4 separate regions of the Mus musculus genome follow, and all the other regions are linked to region 2. Evidence: chromatin contacts called from public HiChIP or PLAC-seq and Micro-C data. All regions are on one chromosome and are shown on one strand. The core of a region is the stretch at or near the end of the contact, and the rest is flanking DNA. Distances in the headings are between cores, read along the strand shown. Region 1 overlaps Parvb (parvin, beta). Region 2 holds the start of Arhgap8 (Rho GTPase activating protein 8). Region 3 holds the start of 5031439G07Rik (RIKEN cDNA 5031439G07 gene). Region 4 overlaps Shisal1 (shisa like 1).

Region 1 (2,700 bases), core at 84-2,583, 450 kb after region 2:
AAGAAATAACTATAAAGAAAACAAGCTGAGCAAGCTAGGGAAAGCAAGCCAGTAAGCAGCACCTCTCCATGGCCTCTGCATCAGCTCCTGCCTCCAGGTTCCTGCCCTGTGTAAGTTCTTGTCCTGACTTCCTTTGGTGATGAACAGCAATGTGGAAAGTGTAAGCTGAATAAACTCTTTCCTCCCCAACTTGCTTCTTGGTCATGATGTTTTGTTCAGGAATAGAAACCCTGACTGAGACAGGCCCACTCGTCCCAGGGAAACTGTCCTCCAGGGGAGGCTGTCCCTTAGCCTCCTCCTCTAGGGGACTACTGGGGTCCACACCCTGAGCCAATACTCATCTTTCCTCTTCTTCTAGGCCAGCTATCAGCTATCTCAAGCCAGAACCTTGTGCCTGGAGCTCCTAGAGTCATCTATCCAGTCCTCAGCTCAGTAACCAAGCCAACTCTTCCTCCGTCTCCTCCACTGTTTGCTCAGCCCTGCTTAGCCACTCCCTGGATCTGTGACGATAACCAGCCACGTTCCCAATGCTAATCATCTATACCTGGATGCCAATCAAATCTGCACTGGAAGACTGGGGCAGAAGCTGGCTTCTCCCTAGAGATCTTGGAATAAGACTCCAGTTCTCAAACACCACCCACCCATGTGGGGTGCCACACCAGGGACAGACACCGAAGGATGCCAAGTGGCCACAGTACCTAGCTGGGTGTCTTCAGGGTGAATGTCCACCAAAGCCGGGGCCATTGGAGAGTTGATGGCGCTCTTGCCTTCTTCCTGTAAGTCAGTCACTGTTGAGCAAAGAGAGACCAGGTCAGTATGCAGGGAACCCAAGAGAAAAGTCCCATGTGTCGAACATGTCACTTGTTTGGCATTCCTTCATGTTGGGCAGCCCAGAGAGGCTGGGGAAAGTATTCCCAGCCCAGAACACCTGCCATTTTTCTTGACATCAAGCAGCTCTTGATGCCTCCCAATCGTGACCAGTCCGTCCACACTGTTCTTTAGAACATGTGACTGAGACATGGAAGCTTCCAGAAGCTTCTGGTTGTTTCTAATGGTTTCCAGACCTGCCTGAGGCTTCTTTGGTAGACAAGGCTTAGACCCCAGAAGATGGATGGAAGTTCCATCTCTCTCGGGCAGAGCTGTCCCGAGGGTGGGGGGACATCTAGACTCGAGGTGTAAACAGGCCCACTTGCATACATGGGTGATCAGAATTTAAAGTGTGCCATGTCCTTTGGGACAGAAGTCTGATGAAGATTCGGTGAACTCTTACATCCTGCACTTTCCTCGAATCTATTTTTAAACAGGCTAGAGTCTCAGACCTGAAGCCAGCTCAGCTGGACACATGCCTCCTCCCAGCTGGGCACAACCCTTTCAGCTCTCTGCCCTGGGAATAGTTAACCTCCCAGAGGTCATCCATCCACAGACAGCCTGGATGTCGCCTCTCGCCTCACTTTCCACCTGGACACCACAGATTCATAACAACCAGCCCTCACTTGCTGAGACTTGGGCCTGCACGGAAGTCTGCTTGGACCATGACCTGAACCCAGCAAAGGCATGGTCCACAGCCCTCCCTCTCCCCAGATTCTCTACAAACTCTGCAGGTATATACACACATGGGCTCCTGGTGATAAGTCACGAAATCTTTATTACCATCTCTGTCTCTCCTGGCCCCTGGACAGGCGCGCTTCCTCCTAAGATCTTAAATCTCTATAGAAGGTAACAGGACTGGGATCAGGGCCAGTAGGAAAAAGAACAGACTAAGGAAGCGAGCCCAGATTCCATGCTGACAGTCTATGGGCCCAGAGACTGCTAACTGCACATGAGCAGTAGGTTTATAGGCTGGGGTAGGGAGTAGTTATGGGGTTCAGTCAGTGTGTACCCCAGTCCTATGGCACCACACAGGAGCTCTTCATCTCTGCAGAAACTCTGATGGCCCTTGGTCACAGCCATGGGGGCGGGGGGGGGGGGGCAACCCAATGTGACACAAGAGCCTGTACAGATGCAGGGCTTGGCTTTTTTCTGCTTACATAAATCTCTAGCACACACACACACACACACACACACACACACACACCCCACACCTAATCTGAAGCCCTGAAACCAGAAATAATGGCTTCTATACCACTGGACTTCAGTCTCCAGACTCTAGCCCCCCAGATCCAGAGGTGACAGAGACAGGTCACCACCTGCCACTTCTTACAGCCGAGAGAGAGAGAGAGAGAGAGAGAGAGAGAGAGAGAGAGAGAGAGAGCTGTCACTTGCTGACCACACATCTTGCCTGAGGAGATCTCTCCAGGGCCAAGTGTCCCACGACTTTGTGATTTCCCAGTGGAACTTATACAGAGACAACCCCTCTAAATTCTTCCCGGAATACCAGTCACCTCAACGCTTTAGCACCTTATGTGTTGGTCACCCAGCACCCACAACAGCAGGTGATAGGGACAGTGTCATGAATACCACAAAGGCTTCGGGACAGGAGCCCCTGCCCTGCTGCCTGGGAGACCCCAAGCCAGTCCGGTTAAGCCCTCTGACCTACTGCCTCAGGTGGTGTTTCCTGTTTGTTCTCTTAGGTCTCCAGACAGGCTGAAGAACACCAGTACCCAGCTTGGAACAGGACACACAACAGGCTCTTGGCACGACTGTGGATGCAACTCTGGGGACAACCCGTCCTCTGCCTCCAAAGGACAGATGCTGACTCCT
Region 2 (2,862 bases), core at 180-2,679:
CTTGGCTACCCTATTATATATTTTGGTTTATTATTAGAGACAAGGTCTCACACACTGAGGCTGGCTTCAAACAACTATGTGGCCATAGATGGCTTTTTGTCCTCAATCTGATAAAAGTCCTGGGATTACAGCCTCAGGCCACCACACACCTGGTTTATGTGTCTCAGGGAAACAAACCCAGGGCTTTGTGTATTCTAGGCAGAGGTTCTACTAATTTAGTTACATCCTGCTGTTCTCTTTAACTGAGGCCACCTCTATGCCCCTCATTGACAGGAAACCCCCAACCTTACACAGTTCTCCAAAGTTGCACTTTACTGTTAGCGGATTCAAGTACATACCCGGGGCTCACCCATTTAGACTTCTTCTGGACCACCCAGCAACCTAGGGCCACACCCACCTGCTTAACTCCCACCCCATCTTCCAGCTCTACTGCAGCGTCCTCCACAAAAGTCCCCACACCCCCTGGCTTCGACCACGGAGAGCTTATTCTGGGCTCCCGAGAGCTGAGAACAGACAAGAGGCTGACCTGACCTCTGGGAACAGCTGGACTCAGACTTCCAGTTACCTGCCCCCTCCTCCATCCCGGTTCTGACTCGGGGAAGGGTTTGGCGGGGCATTCTACAAGGAACTCATAAACATATCTTGAAACAACAGAGGCCAATGAAGATTGCTTACTTTCCGAGGCGTACTGAGTTCTCACTTCGACCAAGTTCGCCCTGACTGGCTGACAGCGCGCGCACTAGAATCTAGTCCCAGAGCAGAACCTGGGACCGCCAGGCCCTTTCCCCACACCAGCCAAAAGAACTAAGGAATGCCACCCCTCCCCCCAGTGGCCTCCGCAGTTCCCCTAGCAGGGCCTCGGCAGCTAGCTACACTGACTGCACCTCCCTCTTAAGAATTCTCGAATTCTCGGGAGGCCTTTGCCAGGTTTGGGAAAGTGAAAGAAGCCCGCAGCAGTCTGCCTTACCTAAGTGGGGACTTCCCAGGCCCGCGGCCTATAAATCTTGGGAGTTGCACCCAGTGTGACAACGTGACCAGACAGACCCCAGTCTCGGGCCCCAAGTGCGAGTTCAGCATCCGCCCTGGCCTCAGTGTTGCCACCTGTTAGGCGGGAAAGATGCCACCATGATGCGCTCAGGTTTGGTGCGGGAGCCGAGGGGCTACTGCCATGTGCTGACCCCGGGGGCCCAAAGGGGACCGAACCTGGGTCGGAAGAAAAGCAGGGGGCACAGAAAGCGGGGACAAGGTGGGGAGTAGAGGGACACCCAGGAGAAGTTGGGACGGGAAGAGGCCAGGACCAGGGATAGGAGCCGCGCCTTCCCACCCGAGCAGGTCCCCAAGGGGGGGACTCACCGGACCACCGAGCACCTCACCTGGTCTCTGCAACGCCAGCCACACACCTGGCCCGTCCCCGGACAGGCCCCTCCCCAACAGGCCCCGCCCAATGTCAGAGCGCACAGCCGGGAGTCCCCAGGGTGGGCGGGACCAGGGTAGGTGGTTCTAACTCTAGGCGGGAGGGAGCTACGGGACGCTGGCCCTCAGCAGCTGCTAGCCCTCACTTTTACCCGCATTTGAGATGCGCCTGGTGAGAGGGGAAACAGGAGATCTGTGCTGAGTTGGAAAACACAGCCCGCGTCTCCAAGCGTCCGACCTGCTCTCCCAGGCCTGACCTCGGTGCGGGTACGGGGCTCTCTGTCTGCTGCCTCTGCCCTTGGGGTGTCGGGGTGTCGCTGTCCCTTCCCTTCTGAGTCTCCAGCCCTTCGTAGCTATGGTTCAAAACCACTCCCACAACCCTATGACTTGCCTCTAAGCACAAAGAGGCCTTGGTGACCTAGGGAGAACAGACCAGAGGTGGGGGCACGTAGGTGGTTTTACCAAAGCGTGGACTTCTGCCTCCAAGCTTCCGGACTTCACGCAGAGCCTGCACCTCTTTCCGGCTACACCTCATCTCCTGCCTCTACCTGTTGTCCACCAACCTAACGGCCTTGAATGATCTCAGCTCTCACCCTAACCCCAAGCTCAGGCTCCTAGCTGTGTTGGATACCCAGCCTATGCAGGGACATACTACGGCCTCCCAACTCCTCCTCATCTCATTCTTCCAATGGTGCGGTCCAAACTCGAGTCCTCCTCATATTCTATGTGTGGTCCACTCTCAAGCCCCAAGAGCACCTACAAAGTATGTCACTGTACCACATGCTGACCCCAGGGGACCAAAGGGGACTGAACCCAGGTTGGAAGGAAGGCAGGGGCACAGAAAGCAGGGACAAGGTAGGGGGTGGGTGAAGTTGGTGATCTCCTAGCCTCTTCCTCACTGGTCCATCTGTCTCCACACAGGCTCAGAGGCCCCTTTCTGAAGATTCTCACACAGAACTCCACTCGAAGTGTTCCCAGTAGATGAGGCAGCTCCACAAGCCAGCTGAAGGGATCATGGCCCTAGGGAACATTTGTGGAGCAGCTAAGAGAGCAGCTGAGACATCACTCACCTCTAGAGGGTGTTGTGACTTCAGGGGACAATCAACAGAAACCACCATCTCCAGTTTCTGGAAATAACTGGGTCTCAGCCAACCAGCACAGGCCCCACGGAGGGCAGGCTCCTCCAGTGGATCTGATGGACCTTACTGGATGGGGAGAAAGAGAAAACATGGCTTGCTGCATCTACCATCTCTACCCTCGTGGGGGAAGCTTGGCTCACTGTGGATGCTTAGTGAAAGTCGAAACCATGCCCACTGACCTTTGCTGAACACACAGCTGAAGCCCTGTGACAGAAGACAGCTTAACAAGCAGGTAGCATGCGTGATTTCTTCCTGTAAGAGTTTAATGTTTTTCTATTTATTTTTATTTCATGGTTATGGGTGTTTTGTC
Region 3 (2,940 bases), core at 396-2,895, 270 kb before region 2:
TCAACCTGTGTGTCATTTCAGCTCCCATTGTGGGGTTCAATGATCCTTTCATGGGGGTCACCCTAGACCACTGGAAAACACAGATATTTATATTATGATTTATAACTAGTAAAATTAGATATGAAGTGGCTACAAAAGTAAGTTATGGTTGGGGCTCACCATAAAACAAGGAAATGTATTGAAGGGTCCCAGCATCAGGAAGGTTGAGAACCACTGCTCTGGGACCATGGAATTAGTCACTCAAGCCCTACCCTGAGCATCTCAGGGGAGCGGTACAAATCCCAGGTAAGGCTTGAACAGTATGCCAAAGCTGCCAATTTCCTGCTCTGGAGTGGTTTCCACACCTTGTGGTCCCACCCCACCTTCCTTAGAGACAATCTTCCTCAGCAGGCCTCTCTCCAGTCTCCATCACACAGCCTGCATTTATTGGGCGCTGGGAATACAGTTGTCAGAAGCCAGGCCTGAGGAATACACAGTGTCTTAGTTAGAGCTGCCATGGTGCAATGTCACAGACGGGAGGCTTAAACCATTCTGAGGACTGGGAAGCCCAAGGGAAAGGGGCTGGTTTTCTGAGACGCCTCCTACAGCTATGCAGTGTGATGTCAGGGGAGTGGTAAGGATGCTGTGCCTAGGAATAATAGAACAGGAGGCAGGCAAGATATAGTTTGTTTGTTTTTGAGGAAATGTATTGGAGGACACTGGGATCCAAAGGAGACAGGAGACTAGGAGAAGGGTATCCCAGACAGGGTGAAGAAGAGTCGGGGCAGACAGAACTTTATGCTTAGCATGATTGTGAGAATTTGACACTGGAAATGTAACTGGCTGAGACCAGCAGTGCATGGTCACCTACCCTGGTCCTGGGAAAGGACCACCGAGTGAGTTCAGAACGTGGCTTCTGGCGGCTGCTCCCTGCATCTTCCTCTTTTAGCACAGGGATGGATGCCCAGCTGGACCTTGGCCTTTAATTAGGATCACATGCAAGCTGATCTGATCCACCTCTGGCCTCTAGTCAGCACAGGAGCTAAGACAGGAAGCAACTCTCTGACCCCTTTTCCTAAGTGTTCAGCAGAGGAAACTGAGGCGTCCCAGGAGACCTCCGAAAGGAGGTGGTAACTTCTTGTTGAGTTTTGTGAAGCAAGTTTTTAGCAGAACCTACTTGGAAGGTTCAGACAGAAATAAGCAGAGCTGGTGTGCTGGAGGCTTCAGGGAATGCACAGGGCGGTGACAAAGCGCAAAATCAGTGAGGCGCAGAGGGGGCGGCTCAGAGGCGTGACTCTACTGGAGGGGGGGCGGGGGGCGGGAGAAAGTGGACTCAGGGTTGGGGAACACGGGCAGCAGGGAAGGTCAGCAGGCCAAGGAAGGTGTGGGAATGAGATGACGAGAACGTCACGCGACAGGTTGGAGCGAGGACGCGATGGGCTTTTGAAGTTGGCAGCAGCTGGTCGCAAGGAAGTAGGCGGGGCCAGGACCAGGGACGACTCACCGCCTTGCCCAGAGATCTGGGCGGAGTTTTAGGAGTATGAGGCAGGGCCTTTGCGTGTCGGGGGCGGGGAAAGGGCGGGTTTGGGGGCGGGCCCGCGTCGGGGGTGGGGCCTGGGCGGTGTCGAGCGCGCGCGGGCGGGCGGTGGCGGAGCTGAGGATCGCAGTGCTCCGCTGTGCTCCGAGGTCGGCGGTGGCGACGGCGGCGGCGGCGACGCACACAAAAGCGGATTGTGGCTTCACTGGTGCTCGCGGCGGGCGGCAGCGGGGCACGGGCGGCGGGGCGTGTCGGTGGCCCCCGCGGGCGCGGCGCGGGCGATGAGCCGGGGCCCGGCATGGCCTCCGCGCGGCCGCCGGGCAGGGCCTGTGCCTCGGCGTCCGCGCCCGCGGGGCTCCGGGCTGGGCCGGCCGCCTCCCGGGAGTCCGTGGACAGCAGCGAAGCGGAGGAGCGCTCGTTGCAGCACATGCTGCGCGCCATAGCCGAGGAGCGCGGACGCCTTAGCCTGCGCCGTGAGGTCTGCGGCCTGGGTGAGTGACGGGGACGGGCGCGCGCGTGAGTGTCCGCGCGAGTCCACCTCCGCTAGTCCCCCTGTGCTCCTTGCCCTCCGTGCATCCCCACCGCCCTGGGCTCTGTCTTTCGGGACCCCAAGTCTCAGTGTCTTTTTGGTACCACAGAACCCCGATCCTTGTGTCTCCGCGTCCCTATCTTCCTCTGACCGCCAGGATATCTGTCCCAGCTCCTTCTTCCTCTTCGTGGTTCCTTAACTCTTCTTCCTTCTCCTGGAAGATCTGGGGGCCCCACTGCTGCTGCAGGGAGTGTGGGCGTGAGATTTTGGGAGGCCCTTGAGTTCAGAGTTCAAGGCAGTGTGCCCTGACCACATTCCCCAGCCCACATGGAAGACCGCGGCTCTTGATTGCTGTAGCCTTTGTCTTTCTGCACCTAAAGGTCCTCTTGTCCATTAGCTCTACAAGGGACCTGTTGGGCCTCTGCCCCTTGACCCACCTACTTAGCACTGGAATCAGGGATTTGCTACAGCCTCTCCGGGTGTGATTCTGGTCTAAGGAGTCATTCAGCTGCTGGGTGGGGTGGGGGTGTCTCATTGTTTGAAAGGGCCTGGGAGGTGTGGGTGGGGTCGTCTTGGATGTGAGGTAATGCATAACTGATACATTTGCCCAGAACCATGTGGCAGAAACCCCCTCCCCTATAATCTTGGGCTTGTCATTTTCTCTAAAAAAAAAAAAAAAGACCCCTCCCTTCTTCATGTAAGGAATGACTTCATTCTATGTTGTGTCCCCTCACCCCCACCTCCCTGTCAGGGCTTGAGTTCTCTTTGAGGGAAGTAACAGCCTTCTAGATCCTGTCAGTGCTCCAAAGTGGAAGTGTACCCTGGTACCCTGGTAGGACCACAGTAGCAGAGGGAGAGGGTAACACCTGGAACTCAGGGTCCCTTGGTAGGCCAC
Region 4 (2,931 bases), core at 80-2,579, 310 kb after region 2:
GGACAAGGCATCTGTGAGTCTCTGTGCTGTCTATCCTGCCGTGCTGGTCACAGGGACTCACAGCCACAGCTAGCTGGTTTGACACAGGAGAACAGTGGGGAATCTCAGACATCCTAGGGCTCTGGAGACCCCACCTTAGGAACTCTGGAGAGTCTTCTGGCAGAGGCAGACCTTAGAGGGAGGCTCAGGAAGGCACTCTGATGTTAGGGTCTGGTCCTCCTTCACTGTGAGATCACCTGGGCCTGGGCGGGACTATTCCAGCCTCTACCTGTCAGATGTAAGGACCAACCCACACCCACCCCGCTGACACCAGTGTCCCTTGACAGATGTGGGGCCTGCTGACCTAGGGCATCTTCCTTTGTAAGCAAGCGTCTAGCCATCTTCCTGATACTCCCTCTCCGTAGGGTGATACAGCTGGGCCCTGCTGTCTCACCACCAAGCCAGCACTCCTTCTAAGGGAGCCGAGGCAGCCAGACCTAGAAGTGAAGTCGGAATGAGTAACTCTGGGCAGACTCCTTGCAGAGGAGGAGTGGACATGGATGAGACTGGGTTAGGCCTGGCCTCCCAGGTGGGACAGGGCTTCCTAGACAAGGTCAGGGGGTGGGGTGGTGTGGGGGGTTCTCAACCAAGGGCGGGGCCTCCCAGCCAGGGGCAAGGCTTCTCAGCCAGGGGCGGGGCTTCCCAGCCAGAGGCAGGAACTCCCAATTGGTTGGGATAGGAATTCTATCCTGAAAGCTGTAAGCGGCATTTGTATCATAGAGCAAGCTATTGGGACGAGGACCCTGGGGACCTGATCAGTCCACAAAAGCCAGAATGTGGCTTGGGAGGGAATCAAGCCACACAGAGGGGCAGTGGGAGCCTTCTGTCCAGTTTCCAGGCTCAGGGGCTTTGTGGAGAGAACCCAGGCCCAGGGACCTATAGCAGGGGTTGGCTTCCAGGTGGACTCAGTTATAGAGAGGTGACAAGAGGTGAATCTTTGGGAGTCAGAAGTCGGGATGACAGCCTGAAATGTGGCCAAAGAAAGTCACTGTTACTGTAGGGTAGACTCACCGTATGGAGACAACTTGTGGATTCACTACCATTTAGGACCTTTGCCATACCAAAGTCACAGCCACCCTGACTCACTCAGCCTCAGACTCTCTGGGAGGGAGAAGAGAGGGACCAAAAACATGTGGATGAGGTTCCCTTGTCCTGGACCCCAGCAAGTTGGCAAGGGTTGAGGCTGGGGACACAGACACCCTTGATCTGTCATTCAGCCACAGGGCAGGAGGCTGGGCCTTGTCTGAAGCCAGGGAAGTTGCCCCATCTCCTGAGGCTGGAGATCCAGAATCTCAGGCCCCGCCCAATGGTTCAAGCCAGTGTGACACCCCGCCCCCCAAGAGGCTCCTCCTCCTCCACCGCAGTGAGTCAGCAGGAGGTGGGCTGGTGACCTGGTCTTATTTATTTGTGTGTTTTGGATGAACAGAGTGTTGTGTGGTGATTCCAGCTGCCTGGCAAGAAGGCAAGCCACTGAACGCGAAAAGGAGGCTGCTTTGCCAATTCCACCACCGCAGCAAGATGCCTGCTTCCAGCCCAGCAGGCAGCCAGGGGCCAAAGGAGGGCCAGCCAGGCACCCTACACCCCTCCTAGACTGGTCTTGTCCCTGACAAGTCAGGGGGGAACCTTTGCTCAGAGCCACAGGAGAAAGCAATCAGCTTTCTCTGTGTGTCTCTCTGTCTCTCTGTGTCTCTCTGTCTCTCTTGTGCTTGCATGCATGCTCTCTCTGTCTCTCTGTCTCACTCTATCTCTGTTTCTCTGTCTCTCTATCTCTCTTGTGCTTGCATGCATGCTCTCTCTCTGTCTCTCTGTCTCACCCTGTCTCTGTTTCTCTGTCTCTCTATCTCTCTTGTGCTTGCATGCATGCTCTCTCTCTCTCTGTCTCACTCTATCTCTGTTTCTCTGTCTCTCTATCTCTCTTGTGCTTGCATGTATGCTCTCTCTGTCTCACTCTGTTTCTGTTTCTCTGTCTCTCTGTCTCTCTTGTGCTTGCATGCATGCTCTCTCTCTCTCTCTCTCTCTCTCTCTCTGTCTCACTCACTCTGTCTGTCTCTCTGTCTCTCTCTTGTGCCTACCTGTATGCTCTCTCTGTGTGTCTCTCTGTCTCTCTCTTTCTTTCTCTCTCTCCCGAGGCAGGATGCCAGGCGATGGCTAGGAAAGAGGGCCTGCAGGTGTGGAGATTGGTCTCCAGAAAAAACAGAGCAGTTGGCTCTCCTGGGCCTGAATCTGGGCGGACCACTAGGTCGAACTGGGTCTGTGTTCAACACGCTGCCTCTTGACCCTGTGGTCCTGCTCTTTGGTTAAGCCTATTAGCAGCTAGGCCCAAAGAGACAGCAGCTCACCCCACTGGAACATCCCTTGACAAGGAAAATAACATTGTTTTTTATACAAGTGAGCTCCACCTCCCAGGTTACTAAACACAAGACCTGTGCCACCTATGACTGCACCAGCCGACCTCTTCCTGGAAGTGTAACTTTAGGCATGGTTTCCTGCTTGTCCGTGCCTAGACCTATTGAGGATGTCCTCAGTGATTTTTATTTGTGATTGTTTAGATACAGGGTCTCATTCTGTAGCCCAGGCTAGCCATGAACTCAAGATTCTTGTTCCTTAGTCTCCCGAGTGCTGGGGATCACAGGTGTGCACCACCACACCTGGCTTCCTCTGTGATCACAGGTGTGCACCACCACACCTGGCTTCCTCTGTGATCACAGGTGTGCACCACCACACCTGGCTTCCTCTGTGATCACAGGTGTGCACCACCACACCTGGCTTCCTCTGTGATCACAGGTATGCACCACCACACCTGGCTTCCTCTGTGATCACAGGTGTGCACCACCACACCTGGCTTCCTCTGTGCTTCACACGAGCCTGCCCTCATTGGTTTCTTCTCATCTG

The links. A called contact is a pair of places that touch in the nucleus more often than the background predicts. HiChIP or PLAC-seq counts read pairs in DNA pulled down with a chosen protein or histone mark.
Region 1: an H3K27ac HiChIP or PLAC-seq map of trophoblast stem cells shows a contact between it and region 2, with 4 times the contacts expected there. The contact joins the enhancer-like site here to the promoter of Arhgap8 in region 2. A contact is called at or near these places in 6 of 39 promoter capture datasets (the 3T3-L1 cell line, 3T3-L1-derived adipocytes, hippocampal neurons and 2 more), 1 of 484 Hi-C or Micro-C datasets (cerebral cortex), 4 of 115 datasets of contacts at active chromatin or transcription factors (kidney, large pre-B cells, pancreatic cancer cells and 1 more) and 2 of 9 other capture datasets (embryonic stem cells and liver).
Region 3: a contact with region 2 is called in an H3K4me3 HiChIP or PLAC-seq map of embryonic stem cells, with 14 read pairs. The contact joins the promoter of 5031439G07Rik here to the promoter of Arhgap8 in region 2. A contact is called at or near these places in 3 of 39 promoter capture datasets (the 3T3-L1 cell line, the C10 cell line and liver), 1 of 15 datasets of contacts at CTCF or cohesin (the NIH/3T3 cell line), 10 of 115 datasets of contacts at active chromatin or transcription factors (craniofacial prominence, embryonic basal ganglia, embryonic stem cells and 3 more) and 2 of 9 other capture datasets (adipose tissue and liver).
Region 4: a Micro-C map of embryonic stem cells shows a contact between it and region 2, with 1.7 times the contacts expected there. The contact joins the enhancer-like site here to the promoter of Arhgap8 in region 2. A contact is called at or near these places in 1 of 39 promoter capture datasets (the 3T3-L1 cell line), 2 of 484 Hi-C or Micro-C datasets (B cells and embryonic stem cells) and 1 of 115 datasets of contacts at active chromatin or transcription factors (pancreatic cancer cells).

Annotation. Positions count from the first base shown.
Region 1 is chr15:84,269,319-84,272,018 of GRCm38.p6, reverse strand. Parvb (parvin, beta) reads right to left here. Exons shown (of 13, transcript NM_133167.3): 2 at 699-788. Among named protein-coding and RNA genes, the nearest start is that of Gm33723, 31 kb to the right of the region's middle. Within about 2 kb of position 1,333, at least 13 of the 459 cell types and tissues checked have an H3K27ac peak or open chromatin away from gene starts, as enhancers often do. A contact at or near this core is called in 3T3-L1-derived adipocytes, where this site is marked.
Region 2 is chr15:84,718,619-84,721,480 of GRCm38.p6, reverse strand. It overlaps Arhgap8 (Rho GTPase activating protein 8), which reads right to left and starts at 1,429. Exons shown (of 12, transcript NM_001164628.1): 1 at 1,374-1,429. Gm20556 (predicted gene, 20556) reads left to right here and starts at 1,215. Exons shown (of 3, transcript NR_040347.1): 1 at 1,215-1,490; 2 at 2,335-2,784.
Region 3 is chr15:84,986,676-84,989,615 of GRCm38.p6, reverse strand. It overlaps 5031439G07Rik (RIKEN cDNA 5031439G07 gene), which reads left to right and starts at 1,645. Exons shown (of 10, transcript NM_001033273.3): 1 at 1,645-2,007. The coding sequence starts at 1,944. Gm39558 (a long non-coding RNA gene) reads right to left here and starts at 1,581. Exons shown (of 4, transcript XR_875533.1): 1 at 1,484-1,581; 2 at 160-461; 3 at 1-70.
Region 4 is chr15:84,411,074-84,414,004 of GRCm38.p6, reverse strand. The region is part of intron 3 of Shisal1 (shisa like 1); the gene reads left to right. Among named protein-coding and RNA genes, the nearest start is that of Gm46527, 18 kb to the left of the region's middle. Within about 2 kb of position 1,329, at least 130 of the 459 cell types and tissues checked have an H3K27ac peak or open chromatin away from gene starts, as enhancers often do. A contact at or near this core is called in embryonic stem cells and pancreatic cancer cells, where this site is marked.